2 separate regions of the Mus musculus genome follow, and region 1 is linked to region 2. The links are chromatin contacts, called in public promoter capture Hi-C maps. All regions are on one chromosome and are shown on one strand. Each heading gives the region's core, a stretch centred on a gene start, on an enhancer-like site or on the middle of the called end of the contact. The rest is flanking DNA. Distances are from core to core; before and after follow the strand shown. Region 1 has its middle 37 kb from the start of Gm12724. Region 2 holds the start of Fyb2 (FYN binding protein 2).

Evidence for each region. Promoter capture Hi-C pulls out the DNA fragments that hold promoters and counts their contacts.
Region 1: a promoter capture Hi-C map of the C10 cell line shows a contact between it and region 2. The contact joins the enhancer-like site here to the promoter of Fyb2 in region 2. A contact is called at or near these places in 2 of 39 promoter capture datasets (the C10 cell line and cranial neural crest), 3 of 484 Hi-C or Micro-C datasets (the AtT-20 cell line, cortical neurons and embryonic fibroblasts) and 1 of 9 other capture datasets (embryonic stem cells).

What each region holds. Positions count from the first base shown.
Region 1 is chr4:106,198,113-106,202,877 of GRCm38.p6, reverse strand. No RefSeq gene overlaps it. Among named protein-coding and RNA genes, the nearest start is that of Gm12724, 37 kb to the left of the region's middle. Within about 2 kb of position 2,792, at least 66 of the 459 cell types and tissues checked have an H3K27ac peak or open chromatin away from gene starts, as enhancers often do.
Region 2 is chr4:104,911,906-104,916,610 of GRCm38.p6, reverse strand. Fyb2 (FYN binding protein 2) reads right to left here and starts at 3,050. Exons shown (of 20, transcript NM_001162980.2): 1 at 2,921-3,050. The coding sequence starts at 2,929.

The DNA.
Region 1 (4,765 bases), core at 1,543-4,042, 1.3 Mb before region 2:
TAGGGGACAAATGAGAAAACCCAGGGTGCTCAGGAAAGCATGTTCGGGAAGGAGGGGCAGGGGAGGGAGATACAGTTCTAGGCAGGCTCTGCAGTGCTACAGGATGAAAAATCTGTTGAGTGGCTGTACCGTGGGAGGGGCTTTTGTGAAGGGTAAGTACAAGGCTCATTAAGGGGATAATTATTCCTCCCACATTCTTAGCATGTTTTCTTGTTACTCAGCTTTCCTGTGGGGTGGACTCCACAGTTGATTGACAGGCCCAGTTGGGTTAACTCTTAAGGGAGGAGACAATTGTTGTAGTGTTTAATCTTTAGAGCAGATCAGAATGTCAAGTTTTCACCCAGGGCCATTCTTTTGACCACGAGGAAATAGCTTTGATTTAATAGGCTTCAACAAAGCCTTAATCTCTTTATAGTTTTACCTGGTATTTCAAAGCCCAAGGTGTGGGGAAACTGATTTTTACCTTTTTAGTGTTGCCAGGGAAATGGGAAGTGGGTCCCAAGCATAGTCTGAGGTAGGGCTCCATCATTAATGGCCTCCTAGACCACTATAACATTCCTTCCCTCAAGAGCTGAGCTTCTAAAATCCTAGGGGAGTCTGCTTGGAATTGGGAAATAGATAAAGTTCATCTCCACCACGAAAACCCAGAGATCCACTCGAAAGCTGCTCAGAAAGAGGAATGAGTGCCTGGACTGCAGTGCCAGTTACATCTCGGGCACAGTTGCTGGGCATGGTGCTCACTGAGGACCAGAGATGGCAAGAAACAAAGAGCTCTTTTCTGACATGCCAAGCCTGGCAAGAACCAGAAACAGGCCGGACTTCTGAACAAGGGCAAGAGTTAGACCTGCTCACTGTCAGGGTCCCTGCCCCTAACCAGGGTCCCTGCCCCAGACCACACCTGCTCACTGTCAGGGTCCCTGCCCCTAACCAGGGTCCCTGCCCCAGACCACACCTGCTCACTGTCAGGGTCCCTGCCCCAGACCACACCTGCTCACTGTCAGGGTCCCTGCCCCAGATCCACACCTGCTCACTGTCAGGGTCCCTGCCCCAAGTCTACCTATTAGTTTCTATGTATCTCCTGTTCTCATTGCTCTGCCATCCATATGTGTGTTGGAGCATGTGTGCCCCAGGCAGTAAAGTGTAATAAGAACGTTTAAAATGCATAAAGGCCCAGATCCCGTGAGGGCTGTTCACCATGCCTGTCACACATAGGACAGTTCTTATGTAATAGTATTAGCTTCAAAGCAATGCAGGAATTTATATAATAACACCCAGCTATGTAAAAAATAAACATGCCACACACATGAACACAGGGACACACCCATACTATACACACATTCACACCACACATTCATAATATGCACATATACATACACACACACCACACAGACAACACACACACACACACACACATATGCACCCCACATACACTGCTCATATACATACACATACCACAGACACAACATACACCCATACTACCACACACACATACTGCACACACATACATACCCACGCACCACACAGAAGGTGGAGGTGATAGTAAGAGAGGAGGTTATAATAGGAAGCATGAGACTGTTCAGAGTGTTATCTGTTCCCAGAAAGCCTGCAGGCCACTTCATCTTCTGACCCCCAGCTATATTTACTATTCTTTCCTCCTGGTGGCCTCTTCGCAGCACCTAGGCAGGTTGGGAAGAGCACTGTGTGTGTCTGTGAATAGGGACAGAGGGGCTAATGCCATTAGGAGGGGCTAATGCCTTTATTTATCGTTCTTTCCCCAGGCCCCAGAGCAGCACAGAGCCTGGAGTGCAGTGCAGTGCAGGGTGAAAAGCCTGGGTGCAGGAAGGGGCAGGGTGTGCTTTAAGGAAAGCAGAGGCTGGGGCCAAATACCCTGCTCAAGTCTCCCCTCCTCTGTGCTCTCTCACATCGAATCCCTGAGTTTTTAGTTGTTTGCCTTTCTAAGATGCCCCAGCCCTCCATTAGTTAACAGATGTATACGTATATGTATATGTATATGTATATGTATATGTATATGTATATGTATATGTATATGTAATGTGTGTGTATATGTATGTATGTATATCTATGCATATACACATAAATATATAATATAGGTATACACACATAAAGATATACATATATTTGTATATATACATATACAAATCATACACACACACACACACACACATATATATATATGATTTGAGGGCTCCAGATAATGGGATAACAGCTAATAACTGCTGTTCATTGGGCACTTCCCACAGGCTGGGCAGGTGCCAGAGCAGGTTGTGTACCCTTTATGAACTCTCTGGTCTGTTACCAGGCAGATTTCGGGTAGGCCTGGCAGAGGGGCGGAGGGGGCGTTGCACAAGGAGGAGGATGAGTTGCTGCATTTTTCAAAGGTCGTACCTAGGCTGCTGGTCCCAGGTCAGTCTTGGAACAGCAGAGCGTATAGGATTGCAGCTGTTTATTCTGGAGCTGTGCCAAGCAAGCAGGCCACATCTGTGATAAGAAAACAGGCTCACTGCAGGTGGGTGGGACTCACAGCTAATGGCTTTGTATTTGGACTTGATGTGCCTAATTTCAAAGCTCAGGACTTTCTCAAAGTGCCACAACTTGCCAGCGGGGCTCTTTGGGGGGGGGTGTTGGGGTTGGGGGGGGGCTTCTTCACCTCCGGACCCTGGAAAGCAAAGGAAGAGAAAATGATCTCTGTTTCTAAAAGCAAGCCTCGGGCGGGCGGGCTGTGTGCTGGCTCTGTGGAAAGGGTTGTGAGGGATGACTGTCCACTGGAGAGTTTGTCCTTTTCCGGAACGGAACGTGCTGTGCTGGCTTGCTCCCTTCCAGGCCCCAGCCCTGCAGCAAAGGGCTCTCAGTTCCAGCTGCGGGGAGGACCTGGCAGGTCCCACTGTGCTCAGTGGGACATCAGCGGAATAGAAACATTAGCCTTAATGGGAAAGGCCTGTGTGCGGAGGAAAGCAAAGACAATAGCTCCCAACTCAAGCGCTTACAGGCCATCAGCTCCTTTGACCCCTTCCTGGGAGGTAGGAGGAGCTTGCTCTAGACAGTTGGGAGCCAGAGGGCAGGCCTGGCTTGCAAATCTCTTCTTTTGGATCTTCTGGAGCCCGTGCAATACAGCACCGGAGATTTTTGGGGTCTGTAAAGGAGGATGTGGGGGAGATCCAAGCATGTTTTTGATGGAGGGAAATCTGGGAGAGTATCCCTTGGGTTCACATCCAACCACTTAAGAGCTGTTTAGTTATGAGCAGACCACTGGACTCCAGGCAGCATCTAGGCAACAGGTGCGGTAGTGTGTGTTTGTGTACAGATTTATATCAACAGTGGATTTATAGATTCCCTGTTGGTGAATTTGCTTGCTGTTCTAATTTGCTTTCTATTGCTATGGTAAAGACCACGATCTAAAACCCCTTTGGGCAGGAAAGGGTTTATTTGGTTCACAGGTCTCCATCACAGTCCATCACTGAGGGAAGTCAGGGTAGGAACTCAAGGCAGGAGTATGGAGGCAAGAACTGAAGTGGAGGGAGGTCCTGTGTGGAAGGGCACTGCTTCCTGGCTTGGTCTTTCTCATTTGCTCAGCTTGCTGTCCTGTACAACCAGACCATCTGCCCTGGGGTGGCTGGCATTGCTCACCGTGGGTTGGACCCTCCCACAGTAATCATCATTCAGGAGAATGCCACGCAGACTTCTTCACAGATGAATCCGAGGGAGGCATTTTTTTCAGCTGAAAGCATCCTTAGTCACTCTTCTATCGATTCCTTGAGGTAGAGTCTCTCAGTCAAACCCGTAGCTTGCTAATATAGCTAGTCTCTCCAAGCAGCTGGCTCCGGGATCCTCGTCTCTGCTTTCTGAGACTGGAATTACAGCTGGGCTGTCATGTTTACCTGGCATTTACATGGGTCCTGAAGATCCAAACACTGGTCCTCTTGCTTGTGTGACAAGCACTTTAACCACTGAGCCATCTCCCTAGACCTAGCTCCTGCACAGTTAAAGGGACGTTCCCTTTTCTGTCTAGGAAATTCTTCTTCACAGAGAAGATCATTGGACCACTGTTGACTGGCCTGGGTGTCTCGGAGCCCTAGCCTTGTAAGTGGACCTACCATGCTCTCTTTCTGGGTTCTTGTTCTTTCCTTTGTCAAATGGAGATGACCTCATCCTGACATCCTTGACCAAACAAGAGGACCATGGGCATGCTTTGAAAACTGTAAAGTACATGGCATGTGAGAGGTGGTGGTACTATTGCTCAGTGATGGGCCCCAGTCCTGTCATCCAAAAGACCATCTCAGCGCTGCTTCAGCCTGCTTTTCAGCCTTAGTCTGCACTGCTTCATGAGAAAATGAGTTCCATGTGGCTGAGCCCTGAGGTAGAATGAAGAATATTATCTTTTATTTTTTTTATTCCCCCCACCAAAGAAACAGAAGAACAATTCCCCAGCACGTTAGAAAACAAGCTTCACCCCTGGCTGGCCTTTGCCAAACCTGGTGTCCTGGCTTGTGCTGTTACCTGTGGACTCGTTTTGGCCTTTGAAGGTACCACCATAATTTTATAGGAAGACAAAGAGGAGACATTTATTAACGACCTCTTGGGGGCCAGGCAATGTGCTAAGTGCTTTAGGTAAAGCCTTTGTCATCTTTACAGCGGTCCTGCCAAACAGATGTGCTCTCTTCATTTCACAAGGCTAGAGAGATTAAAGAGCTTTCCTATAGTCACACAGACAGTCAGGGGTGGGGCCAGCAAGGGGCATGGGAAATGA
Region 2 (4,705 bases), core at 1,801-4,300:
TAAAACTGACTCCTGGTCTCCTTCTAAACTGCTCAGTATTAAGTCATCTCTTAAAAAAAAAAAAAAAAAAAAAAAAAAAAAAAAAAAAAAAAACCGCTGGCTCCTTCCTTCCTCAAGCTCAGCCTTTGTGCCTTTGGGTCATCAGCAATCCTCTCCCTCCCTCCTTCCCTTCTCTAGTCAGCATAGCTCGATGACTCTACCTTTAGCATACAGATGCACCTTGACTTACCACAGGATAATGGCACAGCAATCCCATGGTGAGTAGAAAATACCATATCGTAAGCTAAAAACACAGTTGATGCACCCATCCTACTAAAACTCATTGCTTAGCAACAGAGAACACTTAGAATATTCATTTACCTGTATAGCGCCACACATGGCTGATAAAAGATCAAGAGTCACAGCTCAAAGTAGTTTTGCCAAATGAAAGCCGCTTCTGTGCCTTATAAAGCCAAAACATGGTTGGTTCAGTCATCCAAAGTCTGAGACCCCGAATCTGACACTTGTAACCACCGTCCCTGCTAAGCCAAGCCTGAGCCACTTCTTCTTAGATCTAAGCACCTTCCCTCTACCAGGCCAGCCAGCTGCTGCTCTCTCACTTCTGGCCATCTCATTTCCAAACTCCAGCCACCTGACTCTTAGGAAATGGAAGCCAGATGGTGCCACATAGCTACTTGCCATCGTCGGGCAAAGCTGGTTTCCACTAAGGGTTCCACGCCCTTTATGATGTGAGCTTCTATCCCTTGCTTGCCTTGCTTCTTTAGCGTACACTTGGCTGCTTGCTCTTCATCAAAGAAGCTTAGATGAACTATGCATCTCAACAGAATCTTTCCCCCAAAACATCCACACAACCACTCTCTAACTTAAAGTCTCTGTTCAGTTTCTTCTTCATATTTATTGACCTTTGACACTGTGCCCCTTAAAGTGGCAGTCTCCTCGGTTGTCTCATGACCTTAGAGCCTTCTCTGCTTCGAATGTCTGCATTGCATTAGCTACCGTTTAACCCTTAGAGTTTCGCTTCCTTCTCCTTTCTTACTAGTATATAAAGTGTCATGAATGTGTTTTATACAGCTACATAGCTGAGTCTGATCTCGAACTTTTGATCCTGCCTCAGCCTTCCAGGTGCTGGAACTACACTCATGTACCAGTGTGCCTGGCTAACGCAGAGATTTGGGACTATTTGGTTCCTAACTGTATCCATGTATCCAAAAAGGAAACTGACAATACAAAGGAGGTGATATATATATAATATATATTTTAAAATATATATATTTTAAAGGAATGTTCCGTTGGCTTTCTAAAACAATAGATGGATCCTCTCCAGATGAGAAACTACCCATATTTCTCTTTGGGTCCTTCCCCCTCATCTTTCTGAGCAGAGGAAGACGTGCACTGATTTTTCTTGTTCTATAAAATGTTACTAGGAAGCAAATACGTCCTTTGGTACTTTTTGTACATCCTGTCTGTTCGGCTGGAGTAATTAATTCTTGCTCCTGCTGCCTGGCTTAGAGCCGGCTCCCAGGAGCTATGATTCACCAACCTGAGCCTAGGCCCTAGCCCTGTTCTGACTGGTGGTGCCATACCATGTAGCAATAATGTACTGCCCTTCAGCTTCTTCACCTAAAAACCCCAGGGACAATGACCTCCAGGTCTTTGTCCCATCAGGTTGATAAGCAGAAGTGGTGGTGGGCAGTTCGGATGCTGGCTAGCCAGAGAGGGCAGAATGTAAATGCTTTTCTTTTCTTTTCTTTTTTCTGAATCCACAGGCTGAATCAGTTCAGCCTGGCAAGTTGCCAACTCGGAAGAAGGTCCCAAAAGTTGACCAATAGAGGTTGACATGGTGACACCTGCCTGTAATTCAAGCATTTAAAAGGTTGAGGCCAGTCTGGGCTGTAAATCCATACCCTTTCTAAATAAAATAATTTCCCCCACCCCACTAAAGGAAGTAGTTTCTAAACATGGTAGCACCACAAATGGGCTGGAACTGGGGTTCTTGGCTCCCCCTTTCCAAAACTCAACTAACTGAATGGTGTGAACCACCAGAGGTACCAGTGTTGCCAGAGATGCAAGCACCCCTTTAAAACTCCAGAGCAATCCTTGCCAGCCACAGATGAGCGAATCCACCATCCTGACTGTAAACCAAACATCTGGGTGGGAAGTAACACAATTTCAATAGTAAATAACTTTGTTCCCAAATATGTAATAGAGACATGGCACAACATGCTTGTATATATCTGTGAAATGCAAGTCACTAACAGAACAGCAGGGCAAGGACTAGAAGGGATGGGGTTAGCCAGGCAAAATCTCTGACTATGCTAACAGCATCCAGCTGATCGAAGCCATTCAAACCCTCGCGTTGCTTTTGTCAAAACCAAAATCCTCCAGTGTCCCCCTGTGTGGCTCAGACTGGCTTTAGCTTTTCAACACCCCAGCCTCTGGAGCTACCGCAAGCCTGGGCTCTGTTTTTTCATGCACCTTCGGTCTCACTTAAGTGAGATAGATCCCTAGGGCTCAAGGGCATTAGCACTTTTGCCCCAGCCCACAGAGTTCTTAGGGAACAGCGATGTAAAAAATGCCACAGGGCATATCACTTACTACGAGGCTACCTTTTCCCAGAGTCATGCTCTGTCCTTGAACCTGGACACCCATCTGCCACCGCAGAGGCCGGACAGAGAAGGAAAGTCAACAATGAAGTGACAGGCACTTGAACTGTGCCCTGAGTTAGAGAGAGCTCCTCGGGTTCTATAGAGACAGAGGGCACAGGCTGCCTGAGCAAGGCCAGCATGCCAGTTTCATAGCGGGACACCTGACATGTTTGGCCCGGCCCAGGACACACTGGCAGCTCTTTCCCTAGAGCTTCCTCCTTTGGAAGGAACTAAAGTTCGCAAGATTACAGCCCACACGCGAGCGGGTGCCTTACCTCCTCCATTGTGGTCCTCCTAGGCAGCGACTGGGAGACAATGCCAGCTTCCCAGAGTTGGATCCTGGGGCCAACAATGCTCTCGCCTCCGCCAGCCAGCTTGCAGTCACTTCGCCTGTCCCGGAGGAGCTGGAGCCGGGGCTCCTCACCTGCTCCACCTGGGCTGTGGCTCCTCCCTCTCTCGGGTGGGCGGGCCTCCATCCTGCCAGCCGGACCTGCTGCATAGGGGTAGGGGCCGGTGTGTGGGCAGAAGGCCACTGGTCCCGGGCTTCCTTGCCATCACTCCCTTTGCACTGGTTTCATTTTGTGCCTGAGTCGGGTCCTCTCCCATCACATCCCATCTGGGGGAGTTTCTGAGAGCTGAGTACATCTTGTCCCTAAAGTTAGACTGAAAAAAAAAAAAAAAAAAGCTCAGGACACCGTGATCTCCTTTAGTGAGCGCCCTCACCCAACTCCGCCCCTGCTGATGGCTACTTAATTTCACAAAAGCTGCTCAGGGCTCCTAGAAAAGAAAGCTCTTAAGTGTCGCTAAGCTGGCAGGTGCTTTTATTGGGGGGGGGGGGGGGGTGAGCGGAAGCTGAAATAAATTACACCTGTTTTTAAAGACAGGCATGGTCGCGGTGTTTTAAGACATGAATCCCTTTAGCTCTTACAAGTAGCCCTGGAATCAAGTTCAGCTGTCCTCCTTTTAGCAGGGCACTAACTGGAGCTTGGAGAGATGGCCTTAACTAGCTCGGAGTGATGCTGGTAGGATGCTGAAGGAAAGGAGCTCTGATGGACAATGACTCCGGGTTCTGATTTCTTTGCTGTTTCCTGCCTGAGCTGATCCTGGCTGGAAACCCAAACTTCAGTTCCTAGATTTGGGGTGGGGGTGGGGGTGGGGCAGCAGATCTCTCAGCTGTCCTGGGGATTGGAGGTGGGCAGGTGCTCTGATTTATATACGGCCTGCTGAGTTTCATTGCTTTTTATGGACTAAAAAAAAAAATGTTTTTGTTTGTTTGTCTGTTTGGTTGTTGTTTGGTGCAGGTTCTCCTACTCAAGCTGCCTTCAAACTCACATTATAACTTGGAATGCCTCCAACCAAATCATTATTGTTGTCTTCTCTGTTTATAGCCCTGGCTATCCTGGCTATCACTGTGTAGACCAGGTTGGCCTCAAACTCACAGAGATCTATTTGCCTGTGTCTCCCTAGTGCTATGATTTAAGGCATGCACCACCATGCCTGGCTTTCAAAGTCTTAAAAAAGGTCGGTAACCGTAGGCCATCGAGGCGTCCCTGAGACGCTGCAACACTGAGAGGACAGTGAAGGTGTGCTGACTACCACACAACACCCACTGTTGGGTAGGCGAGACATGGGACCAGTACTTTGTCCACTCCAGAGTCACTGTCAGACCCTATGTGAGATACACATTAGACAGCATGCTTCCATGTATAAACACTGGCTCCTCAGACTTCAAGGCTTGAATGTGAACATGATTTTAGCAATAATCAGAATAAATTGTATATATCCCATGATTACCTTAAATACTTAAATTTTATTTTGTGTATTGAACACAGAAATTCATAATAAACAGTATTTATAATGGAAACAAAAAGTCTTAAAATAATAAGATTCCCTTGTCTTGACAGGAGCAGGGGAAGGAGAGTAGGTAGGAAGTACTGCTTGCTTGTCCCCTAAGAGGTAACCGACTGCACGATTTTCACTTTGCCCAGCACTGCTCACAGTCCTTTGCTGTCTTTCCTCAAGGCCAAGGGTCCTTTATGACCTATGCTCAGCACAGCTCT